Linked DNA regions of Sus scrofa: region 1 is linked to region 2. Evidence: chromatin contacts called from public Hi-C data. All regions are on one chromosome and are shown on one strand. The core of a region is the stretch at or near the end of the contact, and the rest is flanking DNA. Distances in the headings are between cores, read along the strand shown. Region 1 overlaps OSBP (oxysterol-binding protein 1). Region 2 overlaps STX3 (syntaxin-3).

What was found. Hi-C and Micro-C count contacts between places; a contact is called where the count stands out from the background.
Region 1: a Hi-C map of embryonic fibroblasts shows a contact between it and region 2, with 1.6 times the contacts expected there. The contact joins two enhancer-like sites. A contact is called at or near these places in 1 of 47 Hi-C or Micro-C datasets (embryonic fibroblasts) and 1 of 2 datasets of contacts at active chromatin or transcription factors (alveolar macrophages).

What each region holds. Positions count from the first base shown.
Region 1 is chr2:11,911,376-11,917,819 of Sscrofa11.1, forward strand. OSBP (oxysterol-binding protein 1) reads left to right here. Exons shown (of 14, transcript XM_021082995.1): 14 at 1-285. TRNAF-GAA (a tRNA gene) reads left to right here and starts at 6,276; the gene lies at 6,276-6,348. Within about 2 kb of position 1,331, at least 15 of the 83 cell types and tissues checked have an H3K27ac peak or open chromatin away from gene starts, as enhancers often do. A contact at or near this core is called in embryonic fibroblasts, where this site is marked.
Region 2 is chr2:11,709,622-11,716,474 of Sscrofa11.1, forward strand. It overlaps STX3 (syntaxin-3), which reads right to left. Exons shown (of 11, transcript XM_021082987.1): 3 at 2,993-3,092; 4 at 2,348-2,422; 5 at 1,163-1,230. Among named protein-coding and RNA genes, the nearest start is that of MRPL16, 24 kb to the left of the region's middle. Within about 2 kb of position 2,955, at least 12 of the 83 cell types and tissues checked have an H3K27ac peak or open chromatin away from gene starts, as enhancers often do. A contact at or near this core is called in embryonic fibroblasts, where this site is marked.

The sequences.
Region 1 (6,444 bases), core at 81-2,580, 200 kb after region 2:
GAGGCCTGTGAAGGCGATGACCTAAGGAGGGGGGCTTCAGACGGAGTGGGAACTCCCCAGCTAAGCAACGTCCCCGATGTACTCCCCCACCCCTCCACCATCTATCTGCACTACATTTCCAGCCTGACCCCCCAGTCAGATTCCTGCTAATGGAAGAAGCTTCGAGTCCTTCAGGTGAAATAAAGTCATGTGAAAACAAAACAAAACGATATATATTTTCGGTTTTTTTGCCTTATTGTTTTTTTTCCAAGAAAACTACTAAATTAAATAATTTTTAAAAAGTCATATTGTTTGTCTGATTCACTTCCACGTCTACCAGGTAGGAGGCGGGAGGAGGTGGAGAGCTGGACCCACAGTGATTTGTTCTTGGGAGTCCAGGAACTTGATCTCCATGGGAAACTGAGAGAAAAACTGGGCAAGGGTTTACAGATGTTTTGACTGCTCAACAGCATTCTGGAGGTCCCATGACCAGAAGAGTGGTTTTAACAGCCCCTGATGCTTCAGGATAATGTCATCATCTGTGTCCCACATTGGCATTGGGGGATAGTTTACAGAGTTTTTGATACTGGGCCTGCGTCACCCCCAAGATAAAAGTCTTGCAAGTTCTCATTGCGGCTCAGTGTAACAAGTCCGAATAGTATCCATAAGGACTCCGGTTCCATCCTTGCCCTCACTCAGTGGGTTAAGGATCCAGCATTGCTGTAAGCTGTGGTGTAGGTCACAGACAAAGCTCAGATCCTATGTTGCTGTAGCCATGGTGCAGGTTGACAGCCGTAACTCTGATTCGACCCTTCTCTAGCCTGGGAACTTCCATATGCTGAAAGTGGGGCCCTAAAATAAAAAAATAAAAAAAAAAATCTTGCCCATTTAATTCTCAGGCTCTTAGCTCTCCCATGTGGTAACTCAGATTCTGTATTTTGAAACATAAGCAATTGAGTGTTGATTCGCAGACCTTGGACAGAAGTAAGAACAGTGAAGATGCTTGTTTAGGTTTTCTCTGTAATGTTCAGGGAGGGGACAGGTGGGCAAAGGGACTGGAGGGGACTGGAGAGGCCTTAGATGAGGGCCAGTGCCAATACCTGCCCTGAGGGGGGCCCCCACGTCCGCTGCACATCTGCTTCTGTGTCCAGAATGCTGAGAACTGAGTCTGAACATTTCCTGGCTTCCTCTTAAACAATTTTAAGAGGTAAATGTTAAAATTGTCTTGTCGAATATAAAGAAAGTTGCTCAAAAAATACCCCAACTTGGATTAATTCACTCCTGGTCACATGGCTGATTGGTTAGTCACAGCACTGGAATTCAAAGCTGGGTTTGTTTAACCCTGGAGTTTGTGACCTTTCCAACCTTGTGTGCTGTGAGATACTGGGTTGGAACGCAGCTGATAGTCATTTCCTCCTGGATTATACATCACGCAGAAATGCATATTTCTGTTTCTAAAAGCTTATTAATGTGGATAATATCATTTTGGGAGTCCCACCTCAAGGAAGGAACATGCTCCCACAAAATTAGCTTTATCACCAGGGATGGTTTTTTCTAACCTGCTTCTTGGGATAACCACTTATCTGCTCAAGTCATCTTCCCAGTTCCCATCAGTGGGCTTGGTGTGAAGTATCAACGACTTTGTTTTCCCTCTTTTTTTTTTTGGTCTTTTTGCTATTTCTTGGGCCGCTCCCGCGGCATATGGAGGTTCCCAGGCTAGAGGTCCAATTGGAGCTGTAGCCACCGGCCTACGCCAGAGCCACAGCAACGCGGGATCCGAGCTGCGTCTGCAACCTACACCACAGCTCACGGCAACGCCAGATCGTTAACCCACTGAGCAAGGCCAGGGACCGAACCCGCAACCTCATGGTTCCTAGTCGGATTCGTTAACCACTGCGCCACTACGGGAACTCCCCTCTTTTTTTTTTTTTTTTTCTGGCAAGCTAAAAACCACTGCAGTAGACCCTTGACAGTTGTGGGAGCTGCATCCCTCAACCTTGAATACCATGTGGAATGTAGTTCCCTCCAACAGGGGCTGTCAAATGTGCCTGAAAAATTGTAATAATTCCTCCTTTATTCCTTTAATGGGTGACTGTGACATGATGGGTCTAAAATCCTGAGGTGTCTACATGTGATTCAAAATTATATACTATTACACGTGCCAAAAATCTCCGAAGACCTACACAAATGTTAAACCTATAAATTTCAAGGGTTTGCTCTACTTTCAGCAAGATAATTGAGGAATACATTAGGGATACAAATGGGGGAAAAAAAATGCTCAGAGGGGTTCCCTGGTAGCCTCATGGTTAAGGATTCAGCATTGTCACTGCTGTGGCTCAGGTTTGATCCCTGGCTTGGGAACTTCTGCATGCCAAGGGATCAGCCGAAAAAGAAAGAAAAAAAAGAAAGGAAGGAAGAAAGAAAGAAATTAAGAGCTCAGATAAACAGGCAATTATGACAAGCTAGTTTGATAAATGGTGTGAAAACAATGTAGCAAGGTAACAAGATTATAGGGAGTGGGAGAGAAGGGACAAAGACATATCAGACAAAGCTTCTAGAACTAGGAGAATGTATCTGAATCAAGAGTTGCAGGTTTAATAGGGGTTAGGGGAAGAGCAATGTATAAAAATGCTGCATGACTGCTCACAATACCCAAGACATGGAAAAAACCTTAATGTCCATTGGCAGAGGAGTGGACAAAGAAGATGCGGTATACACACACACACACTCACTCACACACTGGAACACTACTCAGCCATAAAAAAGAATGACATAATGCCATTTGCAGCAACATGGATAAACCTAGAGATTATCATACCAAGTGAAATCAGAAAGAGAAAGACAAATATCATATACTATCACTTACATGTGGAATCTAAAATATGACACAAATGAACTTATCTAGGAATAGAAACAGACTCACAGACCTAGAAAACAGACTTGTGGTTGCCAAGGGGGAGGGGAGGTCAGGGAGGGCTGGACTGGGAATTTGAGGTTAGCAGATGCAAACTATCACACATAAAATGGATAAACAACAAGGTCTGCTTATACAGCACAGGGAACGATATTCAATATCCTGGAATAAACCATAATAGAAAAGAATATTAAAAAGTGTATTATAACTGAATCATTTTGCTGTACAGCAGAAATTAACACAACATTGTAAATTAACTATACTTTAATTAAAAACAAAAACAAAAATACTGCATGGATAAAGACGAAGAGCACAGTAAAGGAAAGCATCCTGAGGTTGGAAGGCTGCATGAATGGCTGGAGCACAGAATCGAGGAGAGAACACTGACACGGTACTGGAGAAGCGTAAGGTCCAAGTTATGGAAGTCTTTGCAGACCATATAAAGAAGGTTTTTGTTTTCACGAGGGAGCCAGTGAAAGATTTGTAAGCAAGATGATGGGTTCCAGTGTGGAAAATGATCGATAGGTAGTAAGATCAATTAGGAGGCTGAAGAAGTTAAGAGAATGAAGAAGTGCAGGGATTTTGGAATATGGAATTGGAATGAAGAGTACTTGGGTATGATTATTGGTGGAGAGCAGGGGGAGGGAGTGTGGGAAGGAGGAGGGAATTTGTATTTTTCTGGCTGGGGAAACTTAGATGGAAGGTGGTGTTAAGCTAAACAACTTTAGAGGGAAAGATGTGTTTATTTTTGGACATTCTAAGTTGGAGGTGCCTGTGGAGAGGTTGAGTAAGCAATTAAAAACATGGGGAAAAATACAATGGCTACATTTTTGTGAGAAGTGAGGGATGGGATGCTGAGAGTAGCTGTACATTAAAATCACCTGCAAGTTAAAAAAATATATCATCCGGAGTTCCCATTGTGGCACATCGGAAACGAATCTGACTATATCCATGAGGATGCAGGTTCAATCCCTGGCCTCGATCAGTAGGTCAGGGATCCGGTGTTACTGTGGGTTGTGGTGTAGATCACAGATGCGGCTTGGATCCCGTGTTGCTGTGACTGTGGCATAGGCTGGCAGCTGTAGCTCCAATTCGACCCCTGGCCTGGGAACTTCCATATGCTGCCCATGTGGCCCTGTAAAAAAAAAAAGCAAGAAAGAAAAATATCTATCTATTTATCTATCTATATCACCCTAAGACCCATCTGCAAGGCATTACGATTCAATCAGGGTTAGGGCTACTGCAATTATATATGTAATTAACTCTGTACTATGTAGACATAGATATGAATGCAAGGGTTGCGAGATTATGAAATGGGAGGAAGAGGTAGGATAAAATCAGTATATTGGGGAATATTATTTAGCCGCAGCTTGCTTCTCAGAGTTTGAGAAAGATATGTCTGAGCCAATTCCACTTTTTGACAATGTTTATATATTTCAAGTTTTTAATTTTTTTATTTAAAAAATTTTAAATTCAAGTATTTGATTTACAATATTTGGCCAATTTCTGCTATACAGCAAAGTGACCCAGTCACATATATATACACATTCTTCTTCTCATATTATCTTCCACCATATTCTATCACAAGTGATTATCCACTAGTTCCCTGTGCTGTACAGCAAGACCTGATTGCTTCTCCATTCTGAAAGTAATCATCTGCATCTACTAACCCCAAATTCCCAGTCCCTCCCTCTCTCCCCCCTTCCCCTCCTCCCCTTCCCCCCTCCCTCCCTACCTGTCTGTCCTTTTCCATAGATTTCTTGACCCTGTTTTGACAATATCTGAAAAATTCAAAATGTTCATATATTTTGATCTTGAAAAGTCTGCCTTGAAAAACAAATACAAAAAGGTAGTCATTGCAGAACTGTCTTTAATACTGAAAACTAGGAAAAACATCGAAATATCCATAATGAGGAATTTTATTAAATTGATTGTATTATACCCATACAATCCAATACTGTGCTTGGATTAAAAAGAATGAAATAGGTCTACATAGCTGACATGAAAAAAGACATGATTTATTTTTATTTTTTATTTAAAATTTTTAATTATAATCGATTTACAATAGTCTGTCAATTTCTCCTGTATGGCAAAGTGAGCCAGTGACACATATACATACATCTTTTTTTTTCCATCACAAGTGACTGGATACAGTTCCCTGTGCTACACAGCAGGATCTCATTGCCTTATCCACTCAAAATGCAATAGTTTGGATCTACCAACCCCAAACTCCGAGTCTATCCCACTCCTTCACCCTCACCCTTGGCAACGACGAGTCTGTTCTCCACGTCCAAGAGGTTTTTTGTTTTTGTTTTTTTTTGGTGGCTAGGTTGATTTGTGCCATATATTAGATTCCAGATATAAATGATATCATATGGTATTTGTCTTCCTCTTTCTGACTTATTTCACTTAGTATGAGACTCTATAGTTCCATTTATGTTGCTGCAAATGGCATTATTTTGTTCTTTTTATGGGCGAGTAGTGCTCCATTGTGTATATGCAGCACATCTTCTTAATCCATCCCTCTGTCCACCGCACATTCAGGTTGTTTCCATGTCTTGCCTATTGTGACTGGTGCTGCAATGACCATAGGGGGCACCTGTATTTTTCAATGAAAGTTTTGTCTAGATAGAAGCCCTGGAGTGGGATTGCTCGATCATATTGGTAGTTCTATATTTAGTTTTCTGAGATACCTCCATACAGTTTTCCATAGTGGTTGTACCAATTTACATTCTCACCAACAGTGCAGGAGGGTTCCCTTTTCTCCACACCCTCTCCAGCATTTGTCATTTGTAGACTTATTAATGATAGTCATACTGATCAGTGTTAGGTGGCACCTCATTGTACATGATTTATTTTTAAATGAGAGAAGTAAATTTTAGGGTAGTCAAAAAGCAAACTGAGGCATTCCCGCTGTGGCTCAGCGGGCTAAGAACCCGATTAATATCCATGAGGATGCAGGTTCCATCCCTGGGCTCGCTTATGGATTGAGGCTCCAACCTTGCGGTGAGCCCGTGTAGGTCGCAGACGGGGCTCGGATCTGGCGTGGCTGTGGCTGCGGCTTAGGCTGGCAGCTGACGTTCCGATTGGACCGCTGCCTTGGGAACTTCCATTTGCAGCAGGTGCGTCCCTTAAAAAGACCAAAACAAAAAACCAGAACACACACAAACCAAGCACCCAAAAAAAACCAAACCAACAAACAAATAGAAAACCTCCGAGAAAAGTAAAATTGTTTATCACCTCTAGCTTATTAACAGAGGCCTTTCCTGCTAATATTTATCAAATGCCTCCAGCTGAACTTATACCCTGATCCTTTTTCACGTCAAAAGAACAGATGTTGTTATTTCATTACAAATATGAGGAGGGGAAACCCTCACGACTTGCCGAAATAGCTCAGTTGGGAGAGCGTTAGACTGAAGATCTAAAGGTCCCTGGTTCGATCCCGGGTTTCGGCAATGGTTTTAGGGGTCATTGGCAGTGACCCAACAATACTTCCCACGTGGTTGTCCGTTCAGTCCGCTGCGTACCAGTTTCCGGCCCTTTAAAGAACG
Region 2 (6,853 bases), core at 1,705-4,204:
GATCAAACCTGCGTCCTTGTGGATACTGTTTCTCTGAGCCATGATGAGAACTCCTACCCCACTAATTTAAAACACTCGGAGTTCCCGTCGTGGCGCAATGGTTAACGAATCCGACTAGGAACCATGAGGTTGCGGGTTCGGTCCCTGCCCTTGCTCAGTGGGTTAACGATCTGGCGTTGCCGTGAGCTGTGGTGTAGGTTGCAGACGCGGCTCGGATCCTGCGTTGCTGTGGCTCTGGCGTAGGCCGGTGGCTACAGCTCCGATTCAACCCCTAGCCTGGGAACCTCCATATGCCGCGGGGGCAGCCCAAGAAATAGCAACAACAACAACAACAAAAGACAAAAAGACAAAAAAATAAATAAATAAATAAAACACTCAACTGCCCCCCCCCCCATTAAGTCTGAAAAGCCTCTTTCTTTTTTTTTTTTTTTTTTTTTTTTTTTTTGGTCTTTTTTGCCATTCTTGGGCTACTCCCGAGGCATATGGAGGTTCAAGGTTAGGGGTCAAATCGGAGCTGTAGCCGCCAGCCTACACCAGAGCCACAGCTACGCGCGATTCGAGCGGCATCTGCAACCTACACCACAGCTCACGGCAACACGGAATCCTTAACCCACTGGCCAGGGATCGAACCTGCAACCTCATGGTTCCTAGTTGGATTCATTAACCACTGAGCCACGACAGGAACTCCCCTGAAGAGCCTCCTTAATTCATATATACAAACTGAATCGCTTTGCTACTACGCACCAGAAACTAACACAATATTGTAAATCAACCATACTTCAATAAAAATTTTTTTTTTTTTTTTTTTTTTTTTTTTTGCTTTTTAGGGCTACACTTGTGGCATATGGAGGTTCCTAGATTAGGAGTTGAAATGGAGCTACAGCTGCCGGCCTACACCACAGCCACAGCAACGCGAGATCTGCGCCACATCTGCAACCTACACCAAAACTCCTGGCAACACTGGATCCTTAACCCACTGAGCGAGGCCAGGGATCAAACCTACGTCCTCATAGATACTAGTCAGATGCGTTTCCACTGCGCCACAACGGAAACTCCTCAATAAAAAGTTTTATAAATAAAAATAAATAGATTAAAAAGCTAGGAAAAAAATAAATAAAAAAAAGATCGGACTAGATGATCGTTAGACCAGGGAAACTCTCACCTGGGATTTCCGAATCCGAAGGTCTGCTGACGACCGGACCTCGTCTTCTTCGATATGCCTCTCCATGCCTGGGTGGGAGAGAAGGACGTTCTAGCAAGGCATCTGCTGCTCTCTGCCAGGACACACGCTGCACAATGCAACCCTGACTCTCATTCTCACACCTGGGCCAGGAGACGTGACAGCAGGCAGGCCCCGTCTCGGAAGGCCAGCTCCCTCGTGAGCCACAGGACGCACACTCCACGCCTTTCCCAGGCACAGGCCTTCCTCAGCTACATCTCAGCTCAGGGGTCAGCCACTCTGTCTCTGTCATCAAGAGACATGGGCTCAAATCCTTGCCCCGCCACCTACTAGCCGTCTACCTCTGGAAAAGCCACTTAACCTGTGTTCCCATTCTCTCATCTGTAAGATGGAATAAAGAGCAGTGCCCCTCTCTGGCGATTCTGATGTGGAAATGAAAGAAGGATGCCCACTGAGGGCTTGGCACATGATCGGTGCTACAGATGGAAGCTGCCACTAGCAACCTCCACCTCCACCCCCGTGAAAACAGGTAGCGCCGTCTGCTTTGGCTGAGAACTGATTACTTAGGCTGAGCAATGCCACTTTCATACTCTGACCAACAGCAAGCACTCGTCACCAAATACAATGAGGCAAGAATGCAAATGACTTATGACTTCTGGGCCCCAGGGGAACCAACTCTATGAGAGTGGCTTCACCGAGGAATGCCCTAAGCCAAGGGGTGGGGGTGGTGGAAATGGAGGGTGAGACACCTGGTCCCCAAGAAATATCTGTAGACTGAACAACCTCTCCGGCATCCAGAGATAACCAACACCACTATTCATGTGTCTGCAGGTGCCGAAGAATCGGGACCAGGAGGAAAAAAGTTGACGGACTAAGTTTAAGGACCAAGTCACACAAATATTCAGCAGCTGAAAGCACACTTTCATTCCCGCCTCCAAACTTCCACTCCGGACTCCTCCAGCCACAGTCATGACCCAAGAGCAGACAGAATTTCTGGGACTAGAATAGGTCTATTCCAGGGACAGTGCCCAGACCACGAACAAAGATGGCACAAAGAGTGTCACTCCCATCGGGAAGAGTCTCGGTCCAGAAGAGTTGGACCCAGAGGCCGTGAGATGGATGGGGGTGGGAGGGGGGAGCTGCCTGAACCCCCTGCTGCCTTCTTACTCTTCAGTTTGTTCCGGACGTTGTTGGCCCTTTTCTTGATCTCAGTCGTGAGCTGCTCCAGGTCATCCTTGGTTTCTGGATAAAAAAAAAAGGCAGGTGGAATCAGGCAGGTAGAAAAGACTGATTGCTTAGTCAGCTACAACAATCAATGGAAGAGATGGGGTGCTTTTTCAGCGCTCTCCACCCAGAGCAGCGCACATCCCGGTGGGCTCCCCAGGCATCCTCCTTAGGATCACAGAGGGCTTATTTTTAACAGGCATTTTTTTTCCAGGCACCCTACTCAGACTTACAGAATAAAAACAGTTCATGGAAAAATGGGGGGGGGTGGGGGGGCATTTCAGGTGGAGGAAATGGCACAAGAGCAGCGGTGGGGCAGAGATGAGGTATTTGAGCAGCAGAGTCATTGCCAGTCATGAGACAGAGGGTTGGGAAGCAGAGGTTTGGCAAAACAGGTTGAGGGGAACCATGAAGAGAAGCGCTGATGGCGGTCAGGGCAGTGTGAGTCAGAAGTGGGTGAGGGGGGGTGGGTGATGACGTGATCCAGACATCAGTGTGAGGTAACACATCCCCTCCCCTGCTGGCCGAGGCCCAGCCCCAGTGGCCAAGGGTCATGGTCGGGTGATTCAGCCCTGAGTCAACACCCACTTGGCTCTGGAATGGGCGCAGAGAGAATGATGCTGTAGAGTTTCTTAGCTTCCTCCACATGCTCTGAGATCTTGTCAATGTTGAGTCGAGTTTCCTCAATCTAAAATTAGAAAGACAAGAGGGAGAATACAGCTATGATCATGTCCGGAATGAAAGGTAGCAGAACTTTCTGCCCGCCTTCTGGGTTTGTGGAAGAAGACGGTGGCGAGAAAGGTCTTCTGAGGACCCGTGAGCCCAGTGACGACCCTCTCCGTAGTCAGAGCAGTCACTGAAGATCTGTCCTCATCGCTCCCTGAGAGGAATACACCTGCTCACCTTGACTGAGAGGATTCCGGCCAGAAAGACTCATGAGGAACCAGAGGGAAGGGTCATGAAACCTTCTCAGGCTGATGCTCAGCTCCTCTAAAACTGGGAACGTCAGAGAGTGAGGATGGGAGAGAGGTAAAAAGGAAAGAGGGAAAGAAAAGAAAGGGAGAGAACAGACCTAGAGGGTGAGAAACAGAGAAAGAAGAATGAGAGGAAGAGGAAGAGAAAAACAGAGGAAGAGAAAGAGAGAGGAAGCAGTGACCATCTGGGGAGACGGGCCAGCTCCAGTTCTGGGCAAATACCTCTCACTGGCTGACGGCCTCAGATGATCAGGACCCAGGGGGCTGGAGCCATGGACCATTTCTGCCATTCCTGAGGTTCCTGACTGTACAGTGTGCATCAGAAAGGACTTCCAGCCGCACCTCACTCCCAGATAGCACACCATCCAGGACTCTGCTGAGCGTTAAGTGCAGCCTCAGCTCCCTCTCAAAAGGCACTGGGCGCCCCTGCCCCACGGCCCCTGCTGAGGTGGTCACGGCACAAGTGCAGGAGGCAGCCCATGCCAGGGACCTCAGAACCGCCCCCCATATCACCTGCCACACTTCCACAATGAGGAGCACATCAGCGCTGCCACAGTCAACAACAGAAATCTGGTAAAACGCCAAACAGTAAGATCTTAACACCCAAGATGCAATGAAAATACAACTCAAGATGCTCTTTCTTCCAGTGAATAATTCACTTGTTTTCAAAAACCTAGTCATGGCTCTCCCAATTGCAAAGAAAGTCGAGAAGTAAAACTTGAGTTCTCTACCCCTCCAATAAGTATTTTTGCCACTGGGACATGGACTCCGCCTTCTACAAATAAATTGGCTTGAACGCACCATAGTTTGACAAGAGAATCGCTTGCTTGAAGATATGGAATAACATCTCAATGCAATCATATCAGCAGAGTGTAAGGACAAATACAAGGACCTACCCAGACATTTGTGAAGCATTTTAAATGCTGGCCAAACAAATCACAACACTGCATTGGGACCATTTTTCCAATAAGGAAATGAAGGGTTAAAAAGGTCACAGAGGTGGTGGAAGGAACAGCACTCAAACAGTGCCCTCCAGGGTCCAACTGGGACCATTTTTCCATTAGAGTTAAGATAATGTTTTTGGCTTCCCCATACGCTCACTTTTAGCAGCATCCCAAGCCCACCTGACCAGTAAAAATAAATAAATAAATAAATAACGCCTATGTTATCACCTGTGAATGCCAGTGGCTTTGGGCTATAACCACCTCATAATGAGGCCCTCGGGGGACCCAGAAATGGCCACCTTACCCTTCCCTCTCTCTTTATCTCTCACATCAAACACTGGTTCCTCTTATAGCTCATAAAATGTCACTGCATCGCCCCATGTTTTCACTTCCATCACATGACTATCTTGCCAGAGCAAATACAATGTACAAAACAGAAACAAGAAAAAAGGCTTTCTAGAATAAAATGTTCTCACCATCTTATTTTTTATTTATTTATTTTCGTCTTTGGTCTTTTGAGGGCCGCACCCACAGCACATGGAGGTTCCCAGGATAGGGGTCTAATCAGAGCTGTAGCCGCCGGCCTACACCAGAGCCATAGCAACGCCAAATCCGAGCTGCATCTGCAAACTACACCACAGCTCAGGGCAACACCAGATCCTTAACCCACTGAGCGAGGCCAGGGATCGAACCTGAAACCTCATGGTTCCTAGTCGGATTCATTTCCGCTGCGCCACGACGGGAACTCTCTGTACTCACCATTTTAAAATGAGTTTAACAACTGTACTAATTGCCATCTTTGGGCAAAGCTGGAGGCCTGAGGTTTTGTATGTTCAATGGACAGGATGTTTTGGAAGACACATCCCGAAACATTATTTCATAAAGAACCTGCGGACCCCAAGTTTGATCAGTGATAATAAGACGAGGTAGGAAGTTGGTGGCATGAAGCTGTTGGACCCCAAGCTCAGAGTCACTCCAGACACTTGGAGACCCGACAGTAAATGGCTCACAGAGCTAGACAGGCAGAACTGGGCCCAGGCACCGTCCTCAACCCACCTGCAGGACCTTCCACGTCAGAGGTCTCCCCTCCCCCCAACCTCCACCCCCCCTCCCCCACTGCCGCTGCCCTTTTCCCTCTGTCCTCATCAACCTCCTCATTTGCGAGTATCTCAGGGACTCTGATTTAGTAACTGAGTAATTTAGTCAGTTCATCAAACTCCTTCAGGACTTCAGGATGGGCAACTGGCCAATCACAGAGCTTTTTTTTTTTTTTTTTCCTTGAACTTTGTGTCTCTGTTTTTTCTTGGAAATATTAGTTTTTCTCAAAAGTGACTTTCTGGGTATTTCATGGCAGTAGGTACATGCAAACTAATTTCCTTTTGTGCATTCGCCAGATAACCAAAGACTGAGGGGCAGGACTGGTTGGAAATTGGCAGGTGCCGAATCTAAAAATTCAAGTTCAGAGTTTCCATCGTGGCCCAGAGGTAACGAACCTGACTAGTATCCATGAGGAGGAGGGTTCAATCCCTGGCCTTGCTCAGTGGGTTAAGGATCCAGCACTGCCATGAGCTGTGGTGTAGGGCACAGACACAGCTTGGATCTGGGGTTGCTGTGGCGTAGGCTGGCAGCTGCAGCTCTGATTGGAGCCCCAGCCTGGGAACTTCAGTATGCCATGGGTGCGGCCCTAAAAAGGAAGGAAGGAAGACAGCAAGCAAGACAGACAGAAAGAATCTCAGCATTATATTGACCCATGAAAACTAGTATTCTTAGACAATAATCTCCAATCGATGAAGTGTATTTGGGCTTTGCATCACTCAGAATATAGTCAGGAAAATAAAAACCTACCTAGTTATTTTAATCAAAGTAATAAAATAGAGGGGACTCTTTACAGAGATGCAAGAATTGAAAAGCCAGAGGATGGTGAGGCACTCGAAATTTGCAGCAGCAGGCTGGAGGGTCAAAGAAGGAAAGCGGTGTCACCAGTGCTCCTCTCGTGGGAGCCAGGCCGTGTTGGAACTGACTGGCAGGATAGGAACCATGGAGGCGGGGTCTGTGGAGTGCAAGTTGAAGCCACGGAAGAGATACATCTAGGGAGGGAGGCTGTGGCCTCATCTCCCCCGCCTCCCCTGGGTCAAACACACCAAAAGCCAGTTGGCAAGGGAACTTGGGCAATGAGTTCCTCGCAATACAGAGCAGAGCACAGGAAGGGTGGGGAATGGACCTGAGAGCAAAAAACAGGCAAATGACCAGCAAAGGCTTCATGCCTGGTGATCGAAAAGAGCCCAGAACAGCAGGACCTACCAGCTCACCTAGTCATCCGAAGATGCTCCTTCAAGAAAGAGCTGGAGAGTATTTAACCGGCTAGCTTCGACCTAACGCCTAGATGTCCAAGTTACATCCACTCTGAGGCTCTTCCTTCTTAACAGAAACCACAAGGCTGCTCACCTCCCAGTTCCTCTAACCAGCCATTGCTCTGCCCACCTCGTCCCCCGCAGCCACCTGGATCCCATCACTGGGCCAAGCACGTGGGG